Regions from separate parts of the Sus scrofa genome. Here all the other regions are linked to region 5. A link is a contact called in public Hi-C, HiChIP or PLAC-seq and promoter capture Hi-C data. All regions are on one chromosome and are shown on one strand. Each heading gives the region's core, a stretch centred on a gene start, on an enhancer-like site or on the middle of the called end of the contact. The rest is flanking DNA. Distances are from core to core; before and after follow the strand shown.

Region 1 (3,962 bases), core at 1,399-3,898, 420 kb before region 5:
GCAACACATTAAATGAAAAGGAGCAAGATACTGATACACCACTGACACATGCAATAAAATGGGTGCATTACAAAGATTTTGCTGAAGGAAAGAAGTCTGACACAAACGAGCACGACCTGTATGATTCCATTTATAAAGCAGTTCTCCAACAGGCAAAACTATTCCATGAGGACAGAAATCAAAATGAAGGTGGAGGGTTAAAGATAAACTGGAAAGAAGCATGAGACTTGTATTTTGATAGGAGGTGAGTGTAAATGCTACCTCGATTTAGAAAAAAAGCGCGTAAGTACCGCCCACAGAGTCTGATTCGCAGCAGGTGCGAGGTAGGCGACCGCGCCCTAAATGGTGAAGATGCCCCAGGAGAGCATTCGACGGACTCCGCGCGGGGTCAAGCCGCCTCCCGCAGGCGAGAACTAGCCGGGACCGGAGGGCTGCACTTGGGAGCTCCGTCCCCGCCCCTCTCCAAGCCCCGCCCCTTCCGCTTTCACGACGTTCATTCTGCGTCCGAAAATGGGGATGGCTCAGCCCAAAGCCGGATACAGAAGAAATTGTTTCTCTGCCACAAACAAACAACCCCATCGTTATGCTTTTTTATCGTTTAAATCTCAGATGTACCCATTCTCGAAGATACCCAAGGTTTGCCTTCTGATATTTAAAGAAAAGAAAACCGCCCCAGGCAATGGTAGCGTCCGCCTGGTTAGCAGACAACCAGGAAGGAGCACACCATTCACAAGAGGGGGAGGGACTGAGGTTTGCATCATAACAAATGCTTTTTCCTTCCCAAAAGCGGTGGCTAAGTAGTCCATGAAGGACAAAAAAAAGGTAGAGGGGGTTAACAGCCCCTTGCAGCAAGCAATAGGAACCAGTTTAAAAGACCTTTTCTCTTTCTACTTCCCTCACATCGGGTGAATAGTGGGCTGTTCCGAAGAAAAGAAACCGGAAATGCTCCTGCGAGTGGCAGAAATGTAAATGCAGAGCCAAACAATAACAGGGCTCCCGGGCCTCTCCGGCCGGGTTACTCCTCCGAGGCTTCGCGGGCAAACCTCTTGTTTAGCATGTCCCATTTCCACAACTGACAGCCTTTAAATGGACTTTCTCCATCCTGAGGCGCTGAAGGCCAGTTGGAAAGTTCACTCAAGAAAGGACAAAGGTCCGGAAGTTAGCACCTTGGACTTCCCGGAGCACTCCGGATAACCACTTCGGAATGGAGTCCAGGGTTCCACTGGGATGCCATACGCACTAAAATCTCGAGCCATAAATCCCCAAAGTTCCAAGATCCCAAAGCCTCGGACCTTGATGCTTTGTGTGTCTTATTAAGGGCTCCCCCACACCGGGTACTGAAATGGGGTGGTGGCGGTGGTGGGGAAGAACCCCTTAGGCAGGCTCAAGTTTTCCCCAAAGCCCCACTACCCGGCGCAGGTGTTCAGCTTTTTAGTTCGGTTGGTCCTAACATCCCTATCATCTACACTCAGGCCTCCCAACATTGCATTCCTCTGTTGATGCCGCTAGAAGAACTTCCATTTCCCCCCCCCCCCCAAATCACTAAATCTTTCGCTCCACCTCCATCCTCCTTTCTTCTGAGCTGAAAATACACAGACCCGAGAGCCCATGACTCATAGAGTATTCATCAGGCTCAGTTAAGAGCTTACCCGAAGCTCAGGAGAGCGTGTCACTGTCCTGGGATGCACGCTCGAGACGGGACGTCAGGTGACCCCGGAGACCAGCAGCTACCTGCGCCAAGGATGGTGGCCCTGGACTTTTGAGGAGCTCAAAACTTTTAGCGCCAGTCCGAGCACATGGGAGGGGAAAATCCCAATCCCAGCAACCATCGCGAGACTCCTGGCACAAAGTCGCCATGACAAGTAAGGGCAAGCAATTACCCTGCGGGCGGTGGCGACGGACGGAGGTGGTGAGGGTGAGGGGAGTCAGGATTCCTGCTGTGTTGGTTTTGTAGCTACTGACAGTTTGCGGTGAAGAAATTCGACAACCCAGATCTGTGAGAACAGAATTGGTGGAAACCATTTTGAAAGACTTGTCCCCGAGTCAGACATGAAGGTGAAAGAAAGACAGCCTTTGCACCTTTTGCCTGGAACTCTGCTCTCCCAGATGGCTGGATAGTTCCTCATTAGCTAAAATGTCAATTTTTAGGAAGACCTTCCTTAATGTTCCAAGCTAACGTATTCTCCTAGTTACGTTGTATCACACTGTCTTGTTTAATTTCCTTCCTAGACCCTATCACGTTTTGAAATAATTTGTTCCTTGCCTTCAATACACAGCAACCTAAGCGTTAGGAGAGCAGAGACCTTGCCTACTATCTTATTCATTCTTGTCTTTTCCAGTACAGTACTGGGTAGCAAAGAAGAGCTCAATGATAAATATTTATTGAATGAATGAAAAGAGACGGAGGTCTGAGGAGTTGAGATGCAAAACAGGTTCAAACCCCGTAAAAACAAATATAGCGCTCGCGCCCTCTGCAGGTGGGGAGGGGAGTAGGTGCTTGAAGAATGATAGCGCGAGGAGCTCAGACACATCTCCCTGACTCAGAAGCTCTCGGACTACAAGTCCCAGCAGGCACTAGGAGATTCAGGACTGGAGGGGAACGGTAACCCGTGACCTGTTACGTCCCTGCCCCGCCCCTCTTGTGGGTCGCCCGCGAAGTCTGATCCGGGATGCGGAGGTCCAATCGAATGGTGGGCCCAAATCCCGCGAGAACAGGTGGCGCGTAGCCACCGACAGGGCTAAGGATCGCCGAGCTCTCCAACATTCCTGTTCGCCCGCCTCGCCTCGCGAGGCCTGGGGGCGGGGGGCTGTTTTCTGTCCTATCCCGGGAGCAGAAAGAAGGCACTGCTGGGTTTCTCCAGTTCTGCGTCCGGATCCGTGCGAACTTACGGCGGTCTCTGCCGTTCCGCAGGCCCGGCAGCTGGTAGCCGGCGGGAAGAGGATTGCCTGGCCGCGGCCAATGTTTGCCGTGCTTCCTCTGCAGTATGAAGACCCCGGAGGCGCCAGTGTTAGCTCCGGACTGCCTTCCTTCAGACCAGGCCCCAGCTGCAGCCCGTCTCTCTCCTCAGGCTTCCTCGATGGATAAAAATACGAACCCTGAACAGACGCCACCGCCACCCGATGGGGATGATGCGCCCCGGATATCCCCGGATCCTGGAGCTGGCTCGGCCGTGTCCCAGGAGCTGGGGGAAGGGGACCCAGCTTCTCTCTCCACTCCGTTGGAAGCTGAGTTTGATACTCCTAGTGAGTTGAGCCCTCGAATCGAGGAGCAAGAACTTTCTGAAAAAGTGAGCCTTCCTGCAGAAGAAACGAACAAGCCAGAGTTGGGGCCGGGAGAAGACATGGAAGATGTGTCTGAGGAACCCGCTCCAGAGGATGAGGGATACACGTAAGTGCTGATGGCAGTTGGCTCAGGAATCTGAGGAGGTTGGAAATGTGAGATATATCTCATCCGCCAGTCCTCAGCCCCACTTCTCCAGGCCCATTTCTCCTTGGCTTTGGCGACCCAGGTTTGTCTTCCCCATCTTCCTTCCAGCACTTGGAACTACAGCTTCTCGCAGCTACCCCGGTTTCTTAGCGGTTCCTGGTCAGAGTTCAGCACCCAACCTGAGAACTTCTTGAAAGGCTGTAAGTGGTAAGTAAGGATGAGGAGGGGGCTCACCTCTGCCACAGGTCTGCTCAGCTCAAGCCCAACACTCGCAAGATACAGGTCTATCCAGGCTTCTCTCTCCTACTCCTAGGGCCCCTGATGGTTCCTGCATCCTGACCAATAGTGCTGATAACGTCCTGCGGATTTATAACCTGCCCCCAGAGCTGTACAGTGAGGGGGAGCAGCTGGAATACGCAGAAATGGTAAGGGTAGGGACTAACTGCCCCTTCCTCAGCCAGGGCACTTTTAAGTCCTGCCTGTAGATGGAGAAAGTACAGTCCACATGTTTCCTGTCACAAACAGGGTATTTTTT
Region 2 (3,867 bases), core at 213-2,712, 260 kb before region 5:
ACCAGCAGCGTGGGAGGGAAGATGGGGCCCACCCTGGGGCCTGTGGGTCTAAGGCTCAGCCTGTCCCCCATCCCCACCCCCGAACCATAAGGGCACCTCTGGCAGCACTAGACGTGGAAGGAGCGCTGAGAGTGCCCCCGACCTCAGATAAACCTCTTCTTCCTCTAGGGGGGAGGTGTGCAATCCTTGCCCCCCGCATCCCAACCACACACAGACACAGGCCATGTCAGTGACAGGTTTAATGAAGTTTGAAAGGCATGCGCGGTCGGGCTCAGAGATAGGGAGGCCCCGCCAGGCTCTCTCTTTGCACCTCAATAGAAACGATGTGGTGTCCAGGTACCATAGCTAGGCCCAGCACACGGGGTTCCCCGGCAGAGAAGGAATCTGGAAAGAAGGATCAGAGCATCAGGGAGGCAGGCCAGCGTCGGTCCCGCCCCTTCTGAGCTACAGCTTCTGGCCCCCGAAAATGAGGGATACAGCCAGGCCCTGAAGGGGAAATGCTCCGAGGCATTCCCAGGCGGGTATGCATTCCCCAGGCACTGACCCGACGGCTTGAGGAACTCCTGCGCCGAGCCTAGGATAACATTGCAGTCGCGGTCGGTGCAGAGGAAGCAACCGACCAGTGTCCGTCCATCTGTCATGCGAATCCGCATAGTCTTGTTGAGCAGCGCCTCCAGCTGCTGCCTAGCGCGCGCAGACGGCGAGTCTTCGCGCTCCCCGTCTGAGTCCTGCGCGGGGCGGGACATGTGCTCAGACCGCACCGCCCCGGCTGCTGCCCGCCCGAGGAACCACAGCTCCCAACAGCCCGCGGGGCGCTCGCAGGAAGCCCAGAGGCTGCCGGGAGCTGCAGTTCTCCCTCCGTCCTCCCACTTTACTCCCCGACGGCCCCTCAATCCCAGAACCCGAGCCCGCGCTAACCCCGGCGCTGGAGCTGCTTTGACGCCGGCTGCAACAGCCATTCTCCTCTCGTAGCAGCATAGTTGGTCCAGCTCCGGCCATTTGTCCGCGGGCCTCCTCCAGGCCCTTCAACTTGCTGAGAACCTTTCGGCTCCGGGGGGTCTGAGATCTCGCGAGCGCTCCCGACCTGTTTTCTTTCGCGAGATCACCTCCCCTCCTCGTCTCCTCGGCAACTGCAGAGATCTCGCGAGCGTCTCCTGCTTCGGCGAACGGCTCGCTGAGGTCTAGGTCGCCGGATGTCCTCAGATATCGCGAGAAGTTTTCACCTCTCTCGGTTCTTACATATCCTTTAGGAACCCTGGAAGGAAGCGAGAATACCTTTTTTCTTAATCGCACTCCCCACTCCCTTGTTTTTCTGCCTCGCGAGATAGTACGTCCCAAGCACTCCCTATAGCCCAGGCCACTCAAAATTAAAACGGAGGGTCTTTTCCTCCCCCCGGAACTCCGGAGGACACCACTCAATTACTTCAACGTCGGAATCGGACCACGTTTCCCGTGAGCCCCACCTCGCCCTCACAGCGTCTGATCTTGACAGACGGTGGCCGGAAAAGGACAATGGTTTCCATGTCAGCGGATAAACGCCCTCTCCTTAGTTCCCGGACGAGAGGGAGGATGCGGTAGTGAGTGCGCGCTGAAAAGCAAGAGCGCAACTGAAGGAGCCGGTGAGAGGGCGAGAGCCATGCTGCGCCGGGGCCTAGTGGCCGGGCCAGACTTTGAGTATTTCCAGCGTCGCTATTTCACGCCGGCCGAGGTGGCCCAACACAACCAGCTGGAAGACCTCTGGGTGTCTTACCTGGGAAACGTGTACGACCTGACGCCGTTGGCACAGGAGTACAAGGGTAAGGGCTGCACTTTTGGGCCGGCGTCGGGCGTGCGTTTGGGGGTGCTTGGTTCTTGGGTGTCTAGCACTGACACGAATGCCCCTTCCCAGGAGACCTGCTGCTGAAACCCATCGTGGAAGTTGCGGGCCAGGACATCAGCCACTGGTTCGACCCAGACACCGGAGACGTGAGTTCTGCTGGAACCTGGGGTTGGGGGGAGGGGCACTGTAGAGCGGGGACGAGGCGGAGGGGCTGACCGGAGCCCGAGATAGTGACTGCTCAGACCCCCCTCCGCCAAACCCTACTTTAAAGATCCGCAAGCACATAGATCCGCTGACCGGTTGCCTGAGATACCGCACCCCCTGGGGCCGCTTTCTGCACGTGCCACCTCAGCTGCCGCGTTCGGACTGGGCCAATGATTTCGGGAAGCCTTGGTGGCAGGGGTCGCGTTACGAGGTGGGGCGGCTGTCCGCCAAGACCCGGACTATCCGCATCATTAACACGCTCACGTCGCAGGAACACACGCTGGAGGTGAGAACTGGTGCCTGGGGGCAGGTGAGAAGGAACTGGGAGTCCCAGCAAACCTCCTCGCAGATCTGCAGGCCAGCAGCTCTCCGTAACTAGTGGCAGCTGTATTTTTTTTCCGCTTTTACGGGTGACCAAGGGAAGAAGACGACCATGTAGGTCCCCGGGGTTAGCAATTCGAGGAGTGGCTGAGCCACAAGGTGTGAGAGACTCCCTCAGAAGTCCAGGGTAGTTTGGGCGTCGTAGTTTGGTCCTCCCAAGTTCATGTTGAATTTTGAACAGCAGTTGCAGGTGGACTCTCTTATTAGCCTGCTCTATTGTGGAGATGAGGTGAGGGGGCAGTGACTTTAGGGCCAACTGTTTATTAGAAGTGGCTGCCCTAAAGGCTGGTAGGATTTGGGGGCCATTCATTGCATGCTGGAGCTCCATCTTTATTTCTGGGACTGTGGAATGCCTTAAGCCACTATCGGCCAAGGGAAGCACTCTGATCCCAGCTCTATCATCTTTGGGGCTCCTGGCCTTTGCTTTGCTTTGTGTGTGTGTGTGCGCGCGGCGCGCGGCGCGCGCGCGAGCTGTATGCACATGGGTGCTTTCCACTCAGGAGACTGGGGGTGGGCTGCTTTTCTGTTCTCCAGGTGGGGGCTCTGGAATCATTGTGGGAAATCCTACACCGCTATCTCCCCTATAATGCACATGCCGCCAGCTACACATGGAAATATGAAGGGAAGAACCTGAACATGGATGATACCCTGGAAGACAACGGTATCTGGGATGAGGAGGAAGAGCTTGATTCTCTCGATGTGGACAGTACACACCATACACCTGCGTTGCTCCTCTACTTCAATGATGACCTCACCGAGCTATAGGGCGGGAGATGGATGCTTATGTAGAGTCAAGACATTTTGAGTTTAGCTGTTTCTGTGCCCCTTAGGAAAAGAGGTGGGAATGGGGTGTGTGTGTTGGGGGGGGGGTGTGTGCGCGTGCACGCGCGGCTAGACTTCTGTTCCACTCTGGGAGCTGGCCTGTGGTTTCCAGGCCCTGCTGAAGCGTAAAGGTCCTACTCCTCCGCTTCATTACAATTTACTTTGAGAAAGTTGGGGAGAATGCCAGAAGTGAAGTAGTTTATAGGAATGATACCAAAAAAAAAAAAAAACAAAAACAAACAAACAAACAAAAAAAACTGTCTTAAGTCAGGGAGATGTAGAAGAAGATAGTCAAATAGAGCTCAGGTGGAGCTTTTTGATAGTAGGAGAAAGAAAAGTCCTTCTTTCCTGGCGATGATGGGAATGGGGTGGCTGCAAGCTTCCAAAGACAGGCATAGGGAATGTCTATCTCTGGCCATACAAAACTGGCTTCTCTCTCTCTTGAATACTATTTGGCAGCTGAAACCCAAAAGGAAGAAAGAAAGTGAATGGTCATCAGATAATTCAGGCCAGATACTACGCTATACGCCTTATACACATCATTTAATATCACCGCCCATAGGATGGGCCCCAGCGCCACTACTGTACAGATACGTCTTCTGAAGCGTGGCAAGATTTCATAGCACAAAAGGCACACTAAT
Region 3 (4,414 bases), core at 109-2,608, 290 kb before region 5:
GACCTTAGTCAGTGGCACCTCACGCACACCCCCAACAGTGAGGAAGCGAGTCAAGAAACTGTATTAGATTGTATTAGGAAAGTCAGGGCCTTTATTCTGTGTCGGTGGGTAGATCTCACTCTTGAAGGAAGGGGACTCACTTGATAGCTATGGTTTCCCCTTCTCTGTTAAGTCCTGGGGTTGGTTATGGTATTGGATACTGGTTTCTCTTATTGTATACCTTAGAATTCGGGCTGTCAGATCAGACCTGGATTCCATTCCTAGCTCTGCCACTTCGTGGCTATAAGTACTTGGAAAGGTGACCACCTCTCGGAGCCTCATAGTCTTCATCTGGAAAATTTAAATATCAATACCTACCTTCTAGGCTGTTGACTGGGAAAAACAAAATTATTTATGCAAAGCATTTAGCACAGTCCCTGGCACAGAATGAACACTGAATGAACGCTTGTTATGAAATGCTTGTTCTTGTTAAATGTTGTTAGTTATTATTTTACTATTATGGTTGGTAAGCCTGCTTCCAACTGACCATGATCTTAGGAATGGAGAGTTTGTGTTAATTTGGTAGGTGGGGGGAGAGGGGTTTGGGGATTAGCTTCCACTGCATTGTGCACTTTATTTGATGAGGGCTTTAGTCAGATTTGTATTGCTTTCTTTGGGATTATTTTTTCCCCCCCTTCTTGAAGAAGAGACAGCTCAGACTATTCCTCTGGCTGTGAAAATAAAATAATTGTATTGTGGTTCTCGATTTTTGAGCAAGACCCCAATCCCCTCCCATGTTCTCTGGAGCCTTTCAATTTTGCAGAGGGACTCCACGGTTTCCTTTGCGGGGACAGGGCTGGCCGAGGGGTGTGTAAAAGGCTCGGGTGGGTGGGTAGAGAGACCAGTGCTGGGGGCTGGGGGGGGGGCGGGTAGTTGAAGGAAGAGACCGGAAGGGAGGAGGAGGGAGCCTGCTGGTGGGGAGGGAGGGAGGGGAGGAGGAGGTGGAGGAGGAGGAGGAGGAGGAGGAGGAGGGAGGGGGTTGGGGAGAGCCTGCTACAGTTCTTTGTTTGACTCCGGGACTCAGGGACGGGGAGGAGGAGGGAGGGAGGCAGAGGCTGCAAGCGCCGGGGCAGGCCCAGGAGGCAGAGGAGGGACCGTCTCCCCCGCCCCCCCAGCCCCCACTCCCCCCCTGCTGCTCCCCCCTCCCTACCCGGACTCCGGGGGCACCGCCGGGGGACAGACACCCAGCAGGTAACCCCGGCCTGGCTCGCCCTCCCTTCTCGGATTTTCCTCCACACCCTCCCGGCTGACCCCTTTCCCCGGTTCCGTCTCCCCGTCGCCCCCGGCCTTGCCGCTTTCCCCCGGCCCTCCTCGTTCCATCTCCCCCACTTGGGCTGGTCACCCGCCGGCCGCGCCGCCGTCTCGTGCAGCCTGACTCCCTTCCCGTCGCCCGACAGCCTGTGCGTCCCAGGTCTGCCCGCGGCACCTTTCGGGGCTCTGTCTCGCTGCTTCTCCTGGCTTTGCTTTCCTTCCGACCTGTCCCCTGGGGCTCTGAGGAAGGAGGGAGTCCCTGTCCTTTTCTCGCTCCCCCAGTTCCCCGCCCCCCAACTCTGGCCCCCTTTCTCCTCTAGCAGTCTCTAGGGGTGGGGAGAGAACCGGAATTTGGGGGGCCCTCTGGAGGGGCAAGGGGCTGTGTGTCGTGGGGGAAAGGGGCTGCGAGTGTACGCGGGGTGGGGGCGGGGGCGGTTAGGGACCCGGCTGCCTCTCTGTTGTCCCTTTAAATGGCCCTCACATTTCTGGGGACTCGTGGGGGGGAGGTGGCAAGCTGCCTGCCTGGGGGGCAGGGCCCTCAGTTCATCCACACCATCAGGGGTGGTAATGATTTAAAGGGACAGCCTCGGTGTGGCCGCTGCCACCCTGCGCCAGCGGGAGGGGGAGCCGAGCCGGCAGACCATGTCTGGGGAGGCTTGGCCGGTGAGCAGGGCATTTGAGGCTGAATCTTTTGCGAGGCCTGCCAGGTCTGGGATCGGGCTGCAGCTGGGACCTGCAAGGAGGGCTGACAGCCTGCCTGGGGGGGCACTCAGCGTGGGCCTTCTCCAGGGCCCCACCTTTGGGTTCATGGAGTCCTTGGCCAAGAATCCATGAGTCTAAACTACAGAGCCTGTTGGCCACCAGGTGGGGGCCACTGGCAGGTCTGTGGGTCAGCAGCCTGGCCTGGGCACACTGGAGCTGGCCCTTCAGCTTTTCCTTTTGTTGTTTGGCTCTGTGCACAAGAAAGCCGCGGCCCCTCCCCCAGCTCCCCCTTCCCGTCCACATGCCCCCCCCCACCACACACACCCACCCCAGCTGTTGGACAGATGAATTACAGCCTCCGGCTTGGGGCCAGAGCTGGTGAGGGATTAAAGCTCTGGGGCTGGCCCTTTAAACGGCTGTTGGCCCCTCCCCCACTCTGGTGTCCAGACACCCCATACACACCCCGCTGACCCCCTCGGCTGCCCCTCACTCCTCCTCTTAGTCTGTCCTAAGGCCTGCCACTCCCCTCTCTGTAGGCTAGACCCTCCCCAGCTTCCCTTTCTCCCTCAACACAACCACATATACAAATGCTACAGACTACACACACATAGACTCTCGCTCACTCACTCCCTGGTCTCACATTCTGAGCGTCCCTGTCCTGGAGGGATCCAGCCTCAAGCTCCCTTCTCCAGCAGAAGGAACTTGCCTGCCTGGCCTCTCTAGCCTGCAGCTGACCACTACTCTGGCCAGGTGAGGGGCCTTGCTTGGGTCAGAAATAGCACCTCCCCCCGGGGGCAGTGTCATCAGCAGCCAAGGCAGCTTGCAGCACATTGCATCATGGAGGTTGGGGGCTGGGGGCCTGAGTCTCTAGGGGCAGGGGGAAGGATGGGGGCTGGAAGGCCGGAAGTGGAGAGGCTAGACTGGGACCCAAGTGTCTGGGTCCTTAAGGGTAGAGAACTATGGCTAAGAGAGCAGAAAACATAGGTCCCTGAGGAGTGAGTTTGAGGTGAGGGCAGACTTAGGTCTGACCCCTGCATGGACACCTGGTTCTTGTGTCTCAGAGTTAGGAGGGGAGGGAGTGGGCCCCTATCACCTTCTTGGGCCACACAGAGGAAGGATGTGATGGGGAAACAGGATATGGCCTTGAGGGGTGGATGGAAGGGAGGCTTGCAGCAGAGGCCACTTCCAAACCCAGGCCCAGAGTCATAGGAGGAAGGTTTCTCCCTGCTGGGCCCGTTCATCTCGTCTGGCCACCTGTGCTCTCACCAAGATCTGCCTGCACCCGCCTGGGGGAAGGAGAGGGGGCAGAGTCCACAGGGTGGGGTTGACTGGTGTCTTGATAAGGTTAGGGAGGCAGCAGAGCTGAAGAAATAGTTTCTGTGAGCCTGAAGCCAGGACTGAAGCTGATTTGGGTGTAGGTATCAGGCAGTTGGGGCTACTCTGAGACCAGGGACTCTCAGCAGGAGGGTCCAGTCAGAAGAGGAATCATGGGTTGGGTGTCCACTGTTGACTTATCACAGATGCTATAGCATGCTCCCCTCCCTCTGTGGTCTAGGCTGCTTCCTAAAAGGAAAGCCTGGAGGACCACTTTCCAGTGGCTTTTCCTGGTTGCCATGGAAACAGATTCTCCCATCCCCTCTGACTGTCAGTAATGGGACAGGAAAATTCTCCAGCATCAGGGATCCCACCTTTAATCGGCTTTTTTCTTTTAGGTTCCCCCAGGCACCATGCCGGCCCGGTAGTACACCCACCTCTACCCGCTGTGGTCTGCTGCACCCCGCTGTTGGGGCATTGGTTCCAATGAGACAGGGCACACCAAACTCCATCTGGTAAGTCCTGCCCCTGAGCAGTGCAGCCTGCCTCCCCAGCAGTCCAGTGCTGCACCACATGCATGAAGGATTGGTATGATCTAGATCATGCCCACTCCTCAGAATGGTCCAGTCCAACTCTGAGCATCCCCACCATGTGGTTTTTGAGTGGTTCAGCCTTTTCTGGTTTATGGATCTCCCTTCTGTTGCCTGTGAATGGTTCATCCCTGTACTTCACCAACCTCTCAACTACCATCAAGGAACCCTCCCCCCCCCAGCCCCCCGCTCAGTGCTACAACTCAGTTGCTTATTGAGTTGAATTAGCTAGGGTTTACAAGCTGGAAAGTTGAGATGTGGTACCCTGGAGGGATTTTTTTCCTAGAATGGGCAGGGCTTTGCCCCATAAGAGTGGTCGAACAGCCTGGCTTATGGAGGGTGATTGGAAACTGATTTGGAGAGATATTGGCAGCCATTGTCACAAAAACCTGCCGTTGCCCTGGCAATCTTGGCATCCCACCTCTCCTTCTAGATCCCTTTCTGTTCCTTTCTCTCCCTACTGCACGACAGCATTTGCCCCCTAATCCCAAATCTTACTCCAGTTTCCCTCTCTCCTT
Region 4 (4,427 bases), core at 1,290-3,789, 500 kb before region 5:
ACCAAGTAATACCTAGTCCTTGACTCCCAGAATTCTCCCACTGCACTGAAATCCCCCACCCAGGCCTATCATCTCCTTCTTGCATCCCCAAACTTCCTCCCCCTCAAGCTTGTCATAGCTGGGGCACCTGTCCTCTCTAGACTCTGCCCATTCATTCTCCCCTTTTATTTCTGCTCGGAGTCATCTAGGTGAGCTTCTTACCAACCTCGCACTTCCCAACATCCCCCACATTCCTTCCCTCCTCTCTGTCCCAGCCACCACCATTGTGATGTCAACCTGCCCTTTCTTTTGTCTTTTTAGGGCCGCGCCTGCCGCATGTGGAACTTCCAGGGCTAGGGGTCAAATTGGAGCTGTAGCTGCCAGCCACAGCCACATGGGATCTGAGCCGTGTCTGCGACCTACATCACAGCTCACGGCAACACCGGATCCTTAACCCACTGAGCAAGGCCAGGGGTCAAACCTGCGTCCTCATGGATATGACTCAGATTTGTTTCTGCTGAGCCACGACGGGCACTCCCAACTTGCCCTTTCTTTCTGCCAGGTTTCTCTTGTCCCAGTGACCAAACCATCCTGCTGCCTCTCATCATTGGACTGATTTTCCTTGGCCTCCTCATCCTGGTGCTTGTTACCTTCTGCATCATCCGGAGACGCCCACCCGCCTACCAGCCTCTGTGAGCATCTGTTCCAACACCCAGGGCACCAGAGGGTGCCCTTATTTCTCCCCACTCAACTGACTCTAAGACAAAGTTTCTTCTTTCTCTGTCTTGATGAACAAAAGTAGAGATAATGCAATCGGGAGAGATGTTTATTAAATATGATTGATTTCCCTTCCCCTACTTCCAGAGAGAGAATAGTAAACCTGCTCAAATCTCTATGCTTGGTTTTCCTTGTCCTTCCTGCCAGAATGAAAAGCCATGAGTTTCTGGGCTCATGCCTTTCTGTGCCTTCCATGCTTGGATCTCAGGGAGCCAGAAACAACTGGTGAGGAGGGATGAAAATGCCACCGTGTAACCCAGTGACTTCCTGGGTCCACCCCCCAAAGCCTGGCACAGCTAGTGTCAAACCTGCCTTGGCTCCCTTCTTCCTTTTCTTCTGGGGCTGGCCCCTGGCTATACCAGTTCCCTCTCCTCCAATCCAGTGGAGCCACCCAGCCCAGCAGCCTTCTTCCCGACCCTCATCACATGCAATTAAGGTGAAGCAGGCAACAACAGCAATGAGTGAGGAGGGAAAGGTCACAGCTGGGTTCATTTCCTTTCAAAAGGCTGCACCGGTGGCTTCGTAACAGGCTAGGGAAGCCCGGAATAAACCCTTGCTACACCTGAGATGCTCTTGTCTCACCTGTAAAGGGTTTTCATCAACCATGGGAGCAACAGGCACCCTGACCTCCACATACAGTGACTCTATGCTCCTGGGAACAACATGCCTCCGGCCTGGGCAACCTGCAAAGCCAACCCTGAAGTCCTCAGTGGAGGTGCACCTAGGGGTGGTGCGTGGCACCCCCAGGGCAGCCTGCGTCCATTTTCTAAAAAGAGACACCCCCCCGCCCCGACCGCCACAGCTTGCACCACCAATGAGTGCCACGCCCCCCTTTACAGTCGGCCAAGAGCAATCCCAGGGGCCAGAATAGGGCCTCTCCAGTCGTAAAAGCCTTGCAAGAAAACAGCCACCCGAGCCTGGAGACCCACCCCTCTGCGGGCAGCACGTGGCAGAGGCCCAGTAACCACACCACCACCTTGCAGACACCCCGTAGGACCTTGCAGACTGTAGCGCGGGAGTCACCAAAGCGTGTGGCACTGCCACCCAGCAGGGGCCCAGCCACCAGAGCTCGAGCTGGTGTCCCGGCGCTGGGTGGCAGAGAGAAGAACCCCGGGGCACTTGTTTCACAGAAGCAGCCAGGGCTGGGCCCGCAGGAGGGCTGGTGGCTCTGCTGTCCCCCAAAACTGGGCTCGCCTTCCCCACCTCCTCCTCCGCTTCACTGTCCTGACCCAGCAGTTGCTGCCACTCCCATCCGTCAAAGCCTGGGAGAGCCCAAGGAGGGAGAAATATGGGCCCGGAACCTAAGGAGGGCTGCCTGGCTCATACCGTCCCGCTGCCCTCGGCGCCCTCTGGAGACGCCGAGTAAGAAGAGAGAAAACCACAGCGCTCCCCCCCGCAACGCCACTTTGCAGACTCACGCTCTTTCTCCCTCAACTTCGAGCACTGTAAAGTCAGATGGAAGAAGACAAGATGGCGCCGAGCAGGAGGAGCGGAGAAATGCAGGAGAATAAATCCTGCTGCCGAAACGGAAGCTTAAACAAAGATGCGAAAGCTGGAACTGCGCAGGCGTACAGCTTTGGCAAGCTTTAAAACTCCAGCAGCAGGGAGGGCGCGTCCAGAAAACGCGGTCCTGGGATGGGACCTACTTTCCGCTAAGGTGGGATGGCGTAAATAGCGGGGAACTGGGGAGGTCCTGACTTATCGCGAGAAGACAGGAGGCGGAGAGCTCGGAGTGCGCATGCGCACCGCGAATCAATGGCGGTCTGCGCGACTGGCGGAAGCTAGCTTTGCAATATGGCGGCTGAGGTAGATGGGCCGCTCAAACGGGTGTTGGTGCCGATTCTTTTACCTGAGAAATGCTACGACCAAATTTTCGTCCAGTGGGACTTGCTTCACGGTGAGTTTCATTTGGAATCCAATCAAAGTTCTGTTCAAGAGCCCCCGGGCCTTAAAAGGGACTTCAGTGCGGACTAACTGACACCGGCGACTACCGCCACGCCAGTGCTGGGCGGAAGTCACTTCTGAGAAGGGCGGAAGTGTCTTGCGCTCCGTAGGGGGGGAGACGCCATATTTGGGGGAGGGAGAGAGTCGCCGAGTGTGAATACTTAATTAGTTTGACAACGATGAAAGACAAGACTTCACAAAACAAAGTTAAAATCTGATCTGGTCTTTCCAACCTTTAATAGATAGCTATATCTTCAGGTGCAAGATTACATTAATACAAAGCCTATGATCCAGGCTTTTGGTGGCACCACCAAGGCTCCTGCCATCCCAGTAACTTTCCTTCTAATTTCCATGGTCTTTTTTTTTTTTTTGCTTTTTAGGGCCGCATTCTCGGCCTATGGAAGTTCCCGGCTAGGGGTCGAATTGGAGCCACAGCAACGCTGGATCCGAGCCGCTTCTACGACCTGCACCATAATTCACAGCAAAGACGTATCCTTAACTCTCTGAGAAAGGCCAGGGAGCGAACCCGTGTCCTCATGGATACTAGTTGGGTTCGTTATTGCTAAGCCTGGCGGGTCACTCCACTCATGGTCTAATTTTTTTTTTTTTTTTTAGGGCTGCACCCCCAGCATATGGAAGTTCCCAGGCTAGGGGTCAAATCAGAGCTGCAGCTACCAACGTGGGGATTGGAGCCACGTCTGCGACCTACACCACAGCTCAGGGCAACACCAGATCCTTAACCCCTGAGCTAGGCCAGGGATCGAAGCCTCATCCCCATGGTTACCAGTCACATGTTTCTGCTGCACCACAATGGGAATTCCCCAATTTTGTACTTGCCTGCCTTCCTCTTTCTATCTGCCAGGCATCTGCACCCCAGTGCCCACCTAAGATGTCAGACCCTTTGGGGAGCCTTTGCAGTATGTCTCTGTCAGTTCATAGTGCCCCACTGTGCTCCAGGGACAGATATGCTTTAACTGGATTCATGACCAGTGAGAATCTGACTCCCACTGGGCCAAGCACCTTGAGGGGTAGAGCTTCAAGACAAGAGAAGATGTCTGGTAATTGAGTCCCTGAGTAGGTGCCAGGGACAAAGTGTTCTGGAGTGAGGGATACAGAGGAAACCCTATTCTTGGAGAAAGACTTGAGAAGTAGATTGCCTGGTTGCTCAGAGGCGGGACTAAAGGATAAGAGTCTTGAGCATTGATCAGCTCTATACAGGGAAGCAGCGGAGGGCCTTGGAAGTCAAATCATGGAGTTTAGATGTGATTTGCAGGGAATGGAAGATTGGTTTAGAGAAAAGGAATGGTAAAAGCTGTTTTGAAAAGTCATCCCGGAGTTCCCTTGGTGGCACAGAATCAGACTAGGAACCATGAGGTTGCAGGTTCAATCCCTGGCCTCGCTCAGTGGGTTGAGGATCCGACGTTGCTGTGGTGTAGGTCCCGGACGTGGATCGGATCCCGTGTTGCTGCAATTCTGGCGTAGGCCGGTGGCTACAGCTCCAATTAGACCCCTAGCCTGGGAACCTCCATATGCAAGGGTGCAGCCTTAAAAAGATAAAAAGGCTTTAGGCCTGAGCCTCCTGGATGCCTGGGACTGGGTTCCAGAGGTCTCTACTTACTGCTTTTTCTTTTCTCAGTTCCCTGCCTCAAGATTCTCCTCAGCAAATGCCTGGGGCTGGGCATTGTGGCTGGCTCACTTCTGGGTATGTTTCTTAATCTTCCTTTCCT
Region 5 (4,194 bases), core at 609-3,108:
CTTGGGGGAGGGATAAAAGAGAGGAATGAGGGACTGGGGCTGGTGCTCCAGCCCAGAAGAACCAGGAAGAGGAGAACAGGGAGGGAGTCACTAAAAGTTGCAAAAAAGCTTAAGAATGTGAGCATTGTCAGTCCCTAACCACAGCATTCACAGAAATCTTTCACCCATTCCTGTTACTGTCACCATACAGCCATATTTTTTAGCTAAAAAAAATTTTTTTTAAATATGACCCAGGCATTTTGCTGAGTACTTTACATACATTAACTTATTTAATCTTCAGAACAAGCCTGTGAGATAGATATCATTATCCCCATTGCACAAAGACCGACTAAGGCTCAGAAGTTACTAAACTTGCCTAAGTTGCTTCATAATATGTTCTCTGACTCTTAACAAATGGGGCCCAGGATTCGAATCTGAACTCTGTTAATGGCTTGTCGTTCTGGCTTCTTACCCTTCAAGAACCTGTGAGGTGTTACCACCTCTGGGGGACCTGGGCCTCTCAAATACCCAGCCCATTCTGAGTTTGGTGCCTGAAACACAGATGCCATCCCCCCCGCCCCAACAGTCAGTCTGCACTCTCTACACACTTCAAATCGCATTGTCCCAGTTTTCATATTCTCACAAAGTCCTTGAGATCACCCTGGCAGCCACTAGCCCCAGTGATCTGCTAGGAACCCCACTTCCTGACTCCTCCACCTCATCACAGGTCACTTTACCACAGGCCTGGTTACTTGTACAGACAGATACCAGAGCACCCAGTTCCTGCCTCCTCCCCTCCAAGGACTCAGGAAGACACACGTGCATCCAATCTGCACAAATCCATCCTCCCTCTTGAGATCCAATAGTTCCTACCCCACGCTCACTCCCAAGGATGGCTCCGAGGCCCAACCCCTTCTTTTTACACATGAGAGAGACATCCAGAGCCACAGCCAAGATGTGACTGGCTCAGGGTCACATAAATCATCACACCACCCTTTTTCAAGTCACCTTGTCAATCCCTTGGTACCCACCCACCTGCCCTACCAGGGCCTCTCTCTAGCTTCACAACTCCTGCTTTTTTTTTTTTTTTCCTTTTTACTGCTGGCCGCAAATGAGGCATGAGTTCCCCGGCCAGAGGTTCAATCGGAGCTGCAGCTGGAGCAACCGGCACAGCCACGGGCAACAAGGAATCCGAGCTGCATCTGCGACCTACGCTGCAGCTGATGATCCTTAACCCACTGAGTGAGGCCAAGGGATAGAACCTGCATCCTCACAGAAACGGCGTCCTTAACCGAAGAAGCAACAACGACGAGAACTTCTCCCTCCACCGCCCTGGCCTCTTTCAAGTGCTTAAGGCACCTACCCGAGCAACAGTCACGCACTGGAACGTCCCCCACTGGTTCTAAAGGGTCCGGTACCTCCTGGGAGCAGAGGTCTCAGCTCCCTCAGGCTGCCGAACGCTTCCGAACCCCTCCCCGCGGCAGTCAGGGATCCAGGCACCTTGGAATAGCGAGGGATCTTAAATCAGTGATTCCTGCTCCCTTCTCTCTAGAACTGAGTTCGCGGCCCCTATTCCCTGCAACCACTAGAGCTCCCACCGCGGCGATCACATATCCACACATTCTCCTTCACGGTACTGCATTAACATTCCTCCTTACGCCACGCGGGAAAAACCTATACCAATCGCCGCCGCTCCCCGCTCCCCACCCCACCACGCCGGAGCACTCACCGCTCGGCTCTCACGCGCGGTACAGTTTCTTCCCAACTAGGATCTCGGAGACTTGGACTCGCTCCTTCAGCCTCGCCCGCCGACCAGGACGCCACGCCCCTCAAGCTTATTGGCCTAAGGGCGCCGACCCATGCCCCGCGCCGCGTGCGGGGCCCCCCCCGCCTCCGCCCAGCTACCATTGGCACCGCCCGCCGCCGTCACCTTCTCATTGGTCAGTTTGCCTACCAAGCGACAGATCCACGTGCGGGAGGGGCCGCCCTAGCGCGTTGATTGGAGGTCTGAGGAAAGACACGCCCCCACTCACATCCGAAATTCTTATTGGCTGTGACTCCACCCCCGGCCTGCCTAGATTGGTGACGCAAACGTCAGTCCAGCCCTCCCAATTTTCTCATAGGCTGAGACATTCCGGAGCTGTAGAGGACACGTGCAGGCGGTCTCACGCGGCAAGTTGTTTACCTAGAAGCTGGGGATTTTCCTTGACGACACTCTTACCCTAGACTGCCGAGTCTGCGCAGGCGCAGATGTGAGCGCCCGTAACTTTGTGGGGGGCGCTTTGAGAGCCGTCCCGTGCGTGACAAGAGCGCCCCCGCGCTGGGACTCTGGACCTGAAACTCCCAGTAGCTGGAAGGTGTGAGCATTAGGTGAAGCGGTCTTCAGGTCTCCGTACCGCGTGACGATGATGACAAAAAGATGATAGCCACCTCCCAGATTATTTTCTGTGGCCAGGCCACGCGCTTCTTATAAAGCCGGAAGAGGCGGCGGCTCACTTCCCACCGCCTCACTAATGATACTGAGATTCAGAGAGGTTACATAATCTGTCCGGAAGAACAAGCTAGTCTCTAATGGGATCATGATTTGAACCCAGATCTCCCACATAAAGAAGGCGGGTCCAAGAGCCTGCGGGAATCCTAAGCCTGTAAAGAACTCAGTAGATGAAGGGTAAAAAGGCTCTTAGTACCTGTCCTGAAAATAGTAAGCCCTCAACAAATGGTGAACATTATGATAATGACTGTATACCTAATTATAAGAATCACTTGGTCCCTTACAACTGCTGACTCAATCTCCGGGGAAGGGGCCTGAAAATCTATTTTAAAAAGCATTCCTGGTAGTTCTCATGAGCCGACAAGTTTAGGAAACATTATCGAGATTTCCTATGCGGAACCCTCATGTTGCCGCCCAGAAAAATGGGCCCTCCGGAGCTCACCTAGCACTCCCACCTACTGTTGAAGTGCCCGGGGTCAGAGATGCAAGGGTACCACATCGGCTGCATTTGTTGCTGGAGATTAAGAGTTCAGTGTGGGGGTCCAGAGTCACCAGTCTGACTGCACACAGGGCAGGGGTGGCAAGCCCTGCAGCCGACTCCACACCACACTCACCTCTGTCTCCCTGAGCCGTTTTGTTCAATTAGTATTTATTAACCCTTCTGGATGTTAGCACTGTTCTAGGCACAAAGGGGAAGAGATGTTTCCCAGTTGTCCACCTATTTCAGGTCTAGGAGTAAATGACCACAGGAGCAACTGCGTAACACCTGAGAGTTAAGTCAAGGAGTAGAAAGGGATCCAAGAAACAGCAAAATGCCCTCAGAAAAGGAATGGGGGGAAAGCTGAGAAGCCCAGACCGCAGGGTTCACCAGGCTGAGGCCCTGGGCTCATGAACACATTATCGATTCCTGGTGCCCCCTTGTGGCCACTTTTGGGATCACACTTTGCCCTGCCCAAGGTCAGGTTCCTTGGCAAAGCTCAGTCTCTTCCAGATGTATCTTCTCAACCTTCTTGTTTTACCTGCAGATCCAACACCCTTCCCACTGGTTAGGAAAAGATCTTAAACCACCACCTGGTTACTCATTACACATTTATTGTACATTTTCACAATCTGGATGCGCCACAGAATTGGGGGCATGGGGTGAGGGAAGGCGGGGCAGGGGACACTGGGATAATAAGGGGGTCTAGAACACAGCACCCCCACCCCCAGCATCTTTCCCTACCCTTTCACAACACAGCTTTGATCTCCCTGCTCCCCCTCCACACAGAAACCTTTGAGTGTGGGGGGAAGAGTTTAGGCGGTCCCTTCCAGTGGCAGGTTAAGGGACTGCACCCTCAGACCCCCAAAATTGTGCCATTAAAAAAGACGTTACATCCTTCCTTATCATTTCACCTAAGGAGGAGACAGCTCTCTCTGGGCTCCACCACCCTGGAGAGGGGAAAGAATCACCACCTTCCGGCAAGTCCCACACACACATTGGCAGTGACTAAAACCCCTGCCCCGAATTCAGGGGGGCAATCAGAGGAGCTGATAGGGCAACACCCCCCAAATGGGTGAGGAGGGCTTTCAGTCAAACCCCCAGCAGGGGTGGGGCCAGAGATTTCAGGCAGGAATTGGGAGGATTCTTTGCCCTGCCCCACTCCTCCCCAAGGCAGTGATGACCCCACACACACAGGTAGCCACCTCTCCCAAGAAAAATCAGATTGTGGCCAACCCCCAACTCT
Region 6 (4,275 bases), core at 1,253-3,752, 390 kb before region 5:
CAAATCACCTGTGGGGGTCTGTTGGGGGGCAGGGGAAGAGGGATGAGTCAGGGCCGGAGAGGCATCTACTCTGGTTCTCACGGGACTGGCCCAGGGCACTGTCAGCAGGGAGGCTGCTGGCACAGAGGCCCTGTGCCCCCCTGGCCTCTCCATCCCTGATGGATGCTCTGGACAGCAGGCTGAGACCTGGACCCCAGGAAGGTCCTCTCCCTTTTCACCTTCTCTTAGCCCCCAGCCCTGATTCCCCACTTCCCCCCACGATCCATAGGCCAGCCCCCAGGTCACCCTAAATCTTCTGCTCCCCCATGGGGACTGGGGCCTCGGGACCTTAGCCTCTGGCTCACTCTCCCCCCTCCTCAGCCCTTGCTCCCCTCAGGGACCCAGGCGTCCTGCCCACTCCCTTCACCATAACAACCATTCTTTTGGAGTTGCTTAAGACTTTAATATCATTTCATTAAGTCAGCTGGTTCAGAGAAGGTTGGGGGCACAAAGAGACTGGGGTGGGCAAGAAAGGGCCAAGGTAGGGGGGAAGCAGGGGAACAGCCCCCTCTCTCCGTGGAGATGGCTCGGAGAAATCAAATATTGACAGTGAGAGAAGAGAACTTATTAAAGCTGGGACAGGGGTGTGTGTGGGGAGCTGTGGGAATGGCCGGATGCCTGGGTTCTGAGGGTAATGAGGGTTCGGGGAGGAGGGAAAGCCTGAGACTGGGAGGACGCAGTGAGATGAAGGGTCCTGGGCCACAACCCCTCTGCTCATTTCCTTTGGGAGGTCCTGGGCCAGAGGTAGCCCGGCTGCTCCTCAGCGGCCCCCTGGAGGAGCTGGGGACAGGACCTCGTCACAGCTGTGGTTGCCCCGCTTCAGCCCTTCCCCCTACCTCCACCTCTGTTGATGAGCTTCAGCAGTGTTTAATCGGATTGAGCAGTAATTAGCAAAGCAAGATGTTTGATTACCTATTTAGCATAATGTAGGGGGCTGGGATCCCTAGGCACAGCCAAGGTTGTGTGTGTGTTGGGGGGGTGTTCAGAAAAGAAATGGGGTCTACACAGCATTCCCTTCTCTGAGGAAGTCATGAGCCCTGCCCGCAAGTCTCCCCAGGTTAGCCCTTCCTTCAAATCTTCACTCCTTTGGGGGACTGAACCAATCACCGTCACTTCTCTGCCAACCTCTGCCTAACTGGTTAGAAGATCACCCACTTCCATCTGCTTCCTGTGCAGCTGGCTTTGGGGTGTGGCAGGACCCCTCTCTCCTTCAATCCTTGCTGTCGGCAACAGGAGTGTGGGCTGGGCAGGAGCCCAGAAACCCACTTTAAGGATAATGGGGCTCTCGTGATGCCAAGGGCCAGGGGTTGTCAATTCTGGGGGAAAAAATGTGGTAGGCAGGATGGTGAGAGCTAAGCTGGGTCTAAGTGTGGATGGGCCCTACAGGAGTACCAGGGTCTGCCACTCCTCGCGGTGCCAGACTGGCATAATGAGATCCGTCAGGTGTGAACACCGCCCAGGAAAAGGGGGAACTGAGGTGCCAGCTTCTCTCCTCATCCCGAGAAGAAAATGTCATCAATTTAGCTCTTCATGGAAATGTAATCAGTGGCTCGCTGCTGGCTTTGTCTTAATTAGGCACTATTGATGGAAGCAGGGAGGGTGCCTTCCCATCCCCCAGATTCGCTTCTTCTCTGGATCTCCCAGGCCTCCCTAGAGCTTCTACCAGCCCCAGGTACAGCTCAGTCTTCCAGGCGCTTCTCCGGGCAGCCCCAGCCCGCAGCGCCCCCTAGCACCTGCGGCGGTCTGCCCCTTTTCTCACACCCCTGTCCTCGCTTCCCCAGGACTCAGCCTTTGTTCTTACGGAGAGCCGAGCCCCTCCCCGGCCCGGTCACCTTCCCCAGAGAGTCCCCGCCTCCTGTCCCCCCAAAACGAGCGACGCTTTCCAAAGCCAATCCTCAGATTCCCCAAATTCCAGTTCCGTTCTTCCCTCTTTCCCCCGCCCCGCGCTGCCAGGCGATCCTAGACCCCAGTCCGAACTAAGAAGGGGGAACAAGCAGGAGGGCAGAGGTGCTCCAGCCCCGGTTTTTCCCCCGGACTCAGCTGCAGCCACGGCTGCCTCGAAATCCTGGAGCGCCTTCTAGGGCGCGCGTGAGCCTCGCCGGCGGAACCCCCGGCGCCATCTGCTGGACTCGCCCGGGATGGAGCCCACAGACCCCGGCGCGGGGTCGGGCGCTCAGGTTCCCCCAGCCTGTTTGGTGTCCTGCAGGAGGCTGCTCATTGTTCCCAGCCCCAGGCCTTCCAGCCTGTGTTCCGACCAGACCCCCCGCCACCCTCCAGCCTGCCAGGTCTGGCAGCTTTCCCTTGCCCCCCAGCCCTGTTGCCCCTGGTCCCCGCCGGGGAGACACGGGACCAGCGGGGCAGGGAGCCTGGGGTCCGGACTTCACTGCGCCTGCGCCCAGGAGGCCGAGCTCGCGGGCTCGCGCCCCAGCCACCCGCCCCCTCCCGCTTCGGTTGCCATGGTGACGCGTGCAGGCGCGGGCCCGAGAGGGCCACGCGGGGCAACTTGTTAGCTGAAGGGGCCGGTCGGTCGGCCTAGGGAGGAGAGGGTCGGCGTCGTGAGGTGTGTGTCGGGGGCAGAGGGGAGGAGGGGAGGAATGCCCGGGAGAGCCGGGAGGTGCGGAAAGAAGGGGCAGCGGTGAGGGGGTAGGAGGGAGAGTTGAGGGGGGCGGGGAAAGGGGCAGCTGTGGGGGAGGGGAGAGCAAGGGGCAGTTGTGGGGAGAGGAAGGGGCAGTTGGAGTTGAGATGAAGAAGCGGGGACGGTTGTGACAGTTGTGTGAGGAAGCTCCTGGGAGGGGAAACTGGCTCGCTGGCAGCCACTGGGGGTCGGAGGAGAGGGCCGGCCCGCTGCGGTGTTTCCCGAGTAATAGAAAGAGTCCCAGGCTCGTGGAAAGCTCCTCCTGGGGTCTCGGAGTGGGGCCATGGCGTGAACCCCGTGGGGAGAGGGCTCCCAGCCTGGCCAGCGGAATGTTCCCGAGGCTCCACTTGGAGGCGGGGAAGCGCAGCCTGTCGCTTCTCTGGAGGCGGGTGGCGGAAGCCCGAAGCCGCCCTGCCCCAGTTGGCTGTATTGATGTGCTGGCCTAATAGAACCGTTTTCCTTGGAGCACAGCCTTCAAGTTTGAAACTCATAACCTCTGATCAATGCCGGCGGCAGCCTGTGGGGATGAGAAAGAAAAGCCACAGGTGGCTGTCAGGCCAGAGCTGAGTGAAGAGGGAATGGCCGCGAATCAGACCTTGCCCGCCAGGGATGCCCGGCCCCCCGACGTCCTCCTTTTCGGAGAGAAACGCTGCTGGGGCCTTCCTCACCACCCCCCATCCTCTTCTCCCCTCCCCAGACACCATTTGAAATTCGCCATTGGGTGACGTTTGTCTTTCCTTCCTCCAGTCTGTTCTCAGGGCATCTAGAATCCTGCTCTTCACCTTCATTATCCCTTAGCTCGGAATGACTCAGCCAGCCTGTGCTAAGAGACCTTTTCAGTACCCACGGAGCGGGGTTCCTACCCCCCAGGAAGGAAAAGCTAAAGAGAGGGGGTTCCTACCCCCAGGAAGGAAAAGCTAAAGAGACGTGTTGCAAATGCTGTCGTTTCTTTGCTTAAGGAGGTTGCAGATTTTAGTGGGAGGAGAGGGGGCATTTTTCTGTTTCCCCCTCTTTGGGGGGAGGGAACTTGGGAGGAAAGGAAGGACATGGGAAAATCATCTTGTTGCTTGGTAACTTGACACAGTGACAAAAGGTGTGGAACGTGGGGACAGTCTTCCCCTCCCTGTGCCCTCCCACTCATCCACGGCCCTGACGGTTTGTGCAACCACACCTCAGCGTGTAGATCTTTTCATGAGAACCTTACACCTCTGGGCAGAGGTTCCTGACTCCTCATTAGTGGGGTGGGCCCCCCTTTTTTTCTTTTTAATGTCAGACCCATGGCACATGGACGTTCCCAGGCTAGGGTTCAAATCGGAGCTGCAGCTGCTGGCCTACGTCACAGCCACAGCAATACCAGATCTGAGCCGTGTCTGCAACCTACTCCACAGCTCATGCTAGCTCTGGATCCTTAACCCACTGAGTGAGGCCAGGGATCGAACCAGCATCCTCATGGATACTAGTCATGGTCTTAATCCACTGAACCACAACAGGAACTCCTGGGCCATCATCCTTAGCTTCCACTTATTCCTGAGGCCTTGAGGGACTGACTTTGATTTTTAACCCAATGTGTCAAAGAAAGTAGACTATCCCAGGGAAAAGAC

Evidence for each region. Promoter capture Hi-C pulls out the DNA fragments that hold promoters and counts their contacts. Hi-C and Micro-C count contacts between places; a contact is called where the count stands out from the background. HiChIP or PLAC-seq counts read pairs in DNA pulled down with a chosen protein or histone mark.
Region 1: a promoter capture Hi-C map of liver shows a contact between it and region 5, with 5 times the contacts expected there. The contact joins the promoter of WRAP53 here to the promoter of PER1 in region 5. A contact is called at or near these places in 1 of 5 promoter capture datasets (liver), 2 of 47 Hi-C or Micro-C datasets (liver and skeletal muscle) and 2 of 2 datasets of contacts at active chromatin or transcription factors (alveolar macrophages and skeletal muscle).
Region 2: a contact with region 5 is called in a Hi-C map of liver, with 4 times the contacts expected there. The contact joins the promoter of NAA38 here to the promoter of PER1 in region 5. A contact is called at or near these places in 1 of 5 promoter capture datasets (liver), 3 of 47 Hi-C or Micro-C datasets (heart right ventricle and liver) and 1 of 2 datasets of contacts at active chromatin or transcription factors (alveolar macrophages).
Region 3: a Hi-C map of skeletal muscle shows a contact between it and region 5, with 2.7 times the contacts expected there. The contact joins the promoter of LOC110255906 here to the promoter of PER1 in region 5. A contact is called at or near these places in 1 of 5 promoter capture datasets (liver), 4 of 47 Hi-C or Micro-C datasets (liver and skeletal muscle) and 1 of 2 datasets of contacts at active chromatin or transcription factors (alveolar macrophages).
Region 4: a contact with region 5 is called in an H3K27ac HiChIP or PLAC-seq map of alveolar macrophages. The contact joins the promoter of MPDU1 here to the promoter of PER1 in region 5. A contact is called at or near these places in 1 of 47 Hi-C or Micro-C datasets (liver) and 2 of 2 datasets of contacts at active chromatin or transcription factors (alveolar macrophages and skeletal muscle).
Region 6: a Hi-C map of embryonic fibroblasts shows a contact between it and region 5, with 2.7 times the contacts expected there. The contact joins the promoter of DNAH2 here to the promoter of PER1 in region 5. A contact is called at or near these places in 1 of 47 Hi-C or Micro-C datasets (embryonic fibroblasts) and 1 of 2 datasets of contacts at active chromatin or transcription factors (alveolar macrophages).

Annotation. Positions count from the first base shown.
Region 1 is chr12:52,952,026-52,955,987 of Sscrofa11.1, forward strand. It overlaps WRAP53 (telomerase Cajal body protein 1), which reads left to right and starts at 2,649. Exons shown (of 10, transcript XM_003131944.4): 1 at 2,649-3,388; 2 at 3,536-3,634; 3 at 3,741-3,852. The coding sequence starts at 2,985. TP53 (tumor protein p53) reads right to left here and starts at 1,761. Exons shown (of 11, transcript NM_213824.3): 1 at 1,650-1,761.
Region 2 is chr12:53,111,025-53,114,891 of Sscrofa11.1, forward strand. NAA38 (N-alpha-acetyltransferase 38, NatC auxiliary subunit) reads right to left here and starts at 1,463. Exons shown (of 4, transcript XM_013990020.1): 1 at 1,424-1,463; 2 at 919-1,255; 3 at 545-728; 4 at 225-384. The coding sequence starts at 999. The coding sequence ends at 272.
Region 3 is chr12:53,090,300-53,094,713 of Sscrofa11.1, forward strand. LOC110255906 (collagen alpha-2(V) chain-like) reads right to left here and starts at 1,359. Exons shown (of 4, transcript XM_021066316.1): 1 at 1,190-1,359. The coding sequence starts at 1,359. KDM6B (lysine-specific demethylase 6B) reads left to right here. Exons shown (of 26, transcript XM_021067833.1): 2 at 3,705-3,821.
Region 4 is chr12:52,876,385-52,880,811 of Sscrofa11.1, forward strand. It overlaps MPDU1 (mannose-P-dolichol utilization defect 1), which reads left to right and starts at 2,540. Exons shown (of 7, transcript NM_001044619.1): 1 at 2,540-2,653; 2 at 4,337-4,402. The coding sequence starts at 2,551. CD68 (CD68 molecule) reads left to right here. Exons shown (of 6, transcript NM_001291776.1): 5 at 1-5; 6 at 542-872. The coding sequence ends at 675.
Region 5 is chr12:53,374,865-53,379,058 of Sscrofa11.1, forward strand. PER1 (period circadian protein homolog 1) reads right to left here and starts at 1,859. Exons shown (of 24, transcript XM_005657042.3): 1 at 1,709-1,859; 2 at 1,343-1,479. It overlaps VAMP2 (vesicle-associated membrane protein 2), which reads right to left. Exons shown (of 5, transcript XM_003358281.5): 5 at 3,543-4,194.
Region 6 is chr12:52,979,715-52,983,989 of Sscrofa11.1, forward strand. It overlaps DNAH2 (dynein heavy chain 2, axonemal), which reads left to right and starts at 2,503. Exons shown (of 89, transcript XM_013981316.2): 1 at 2,503-2,599.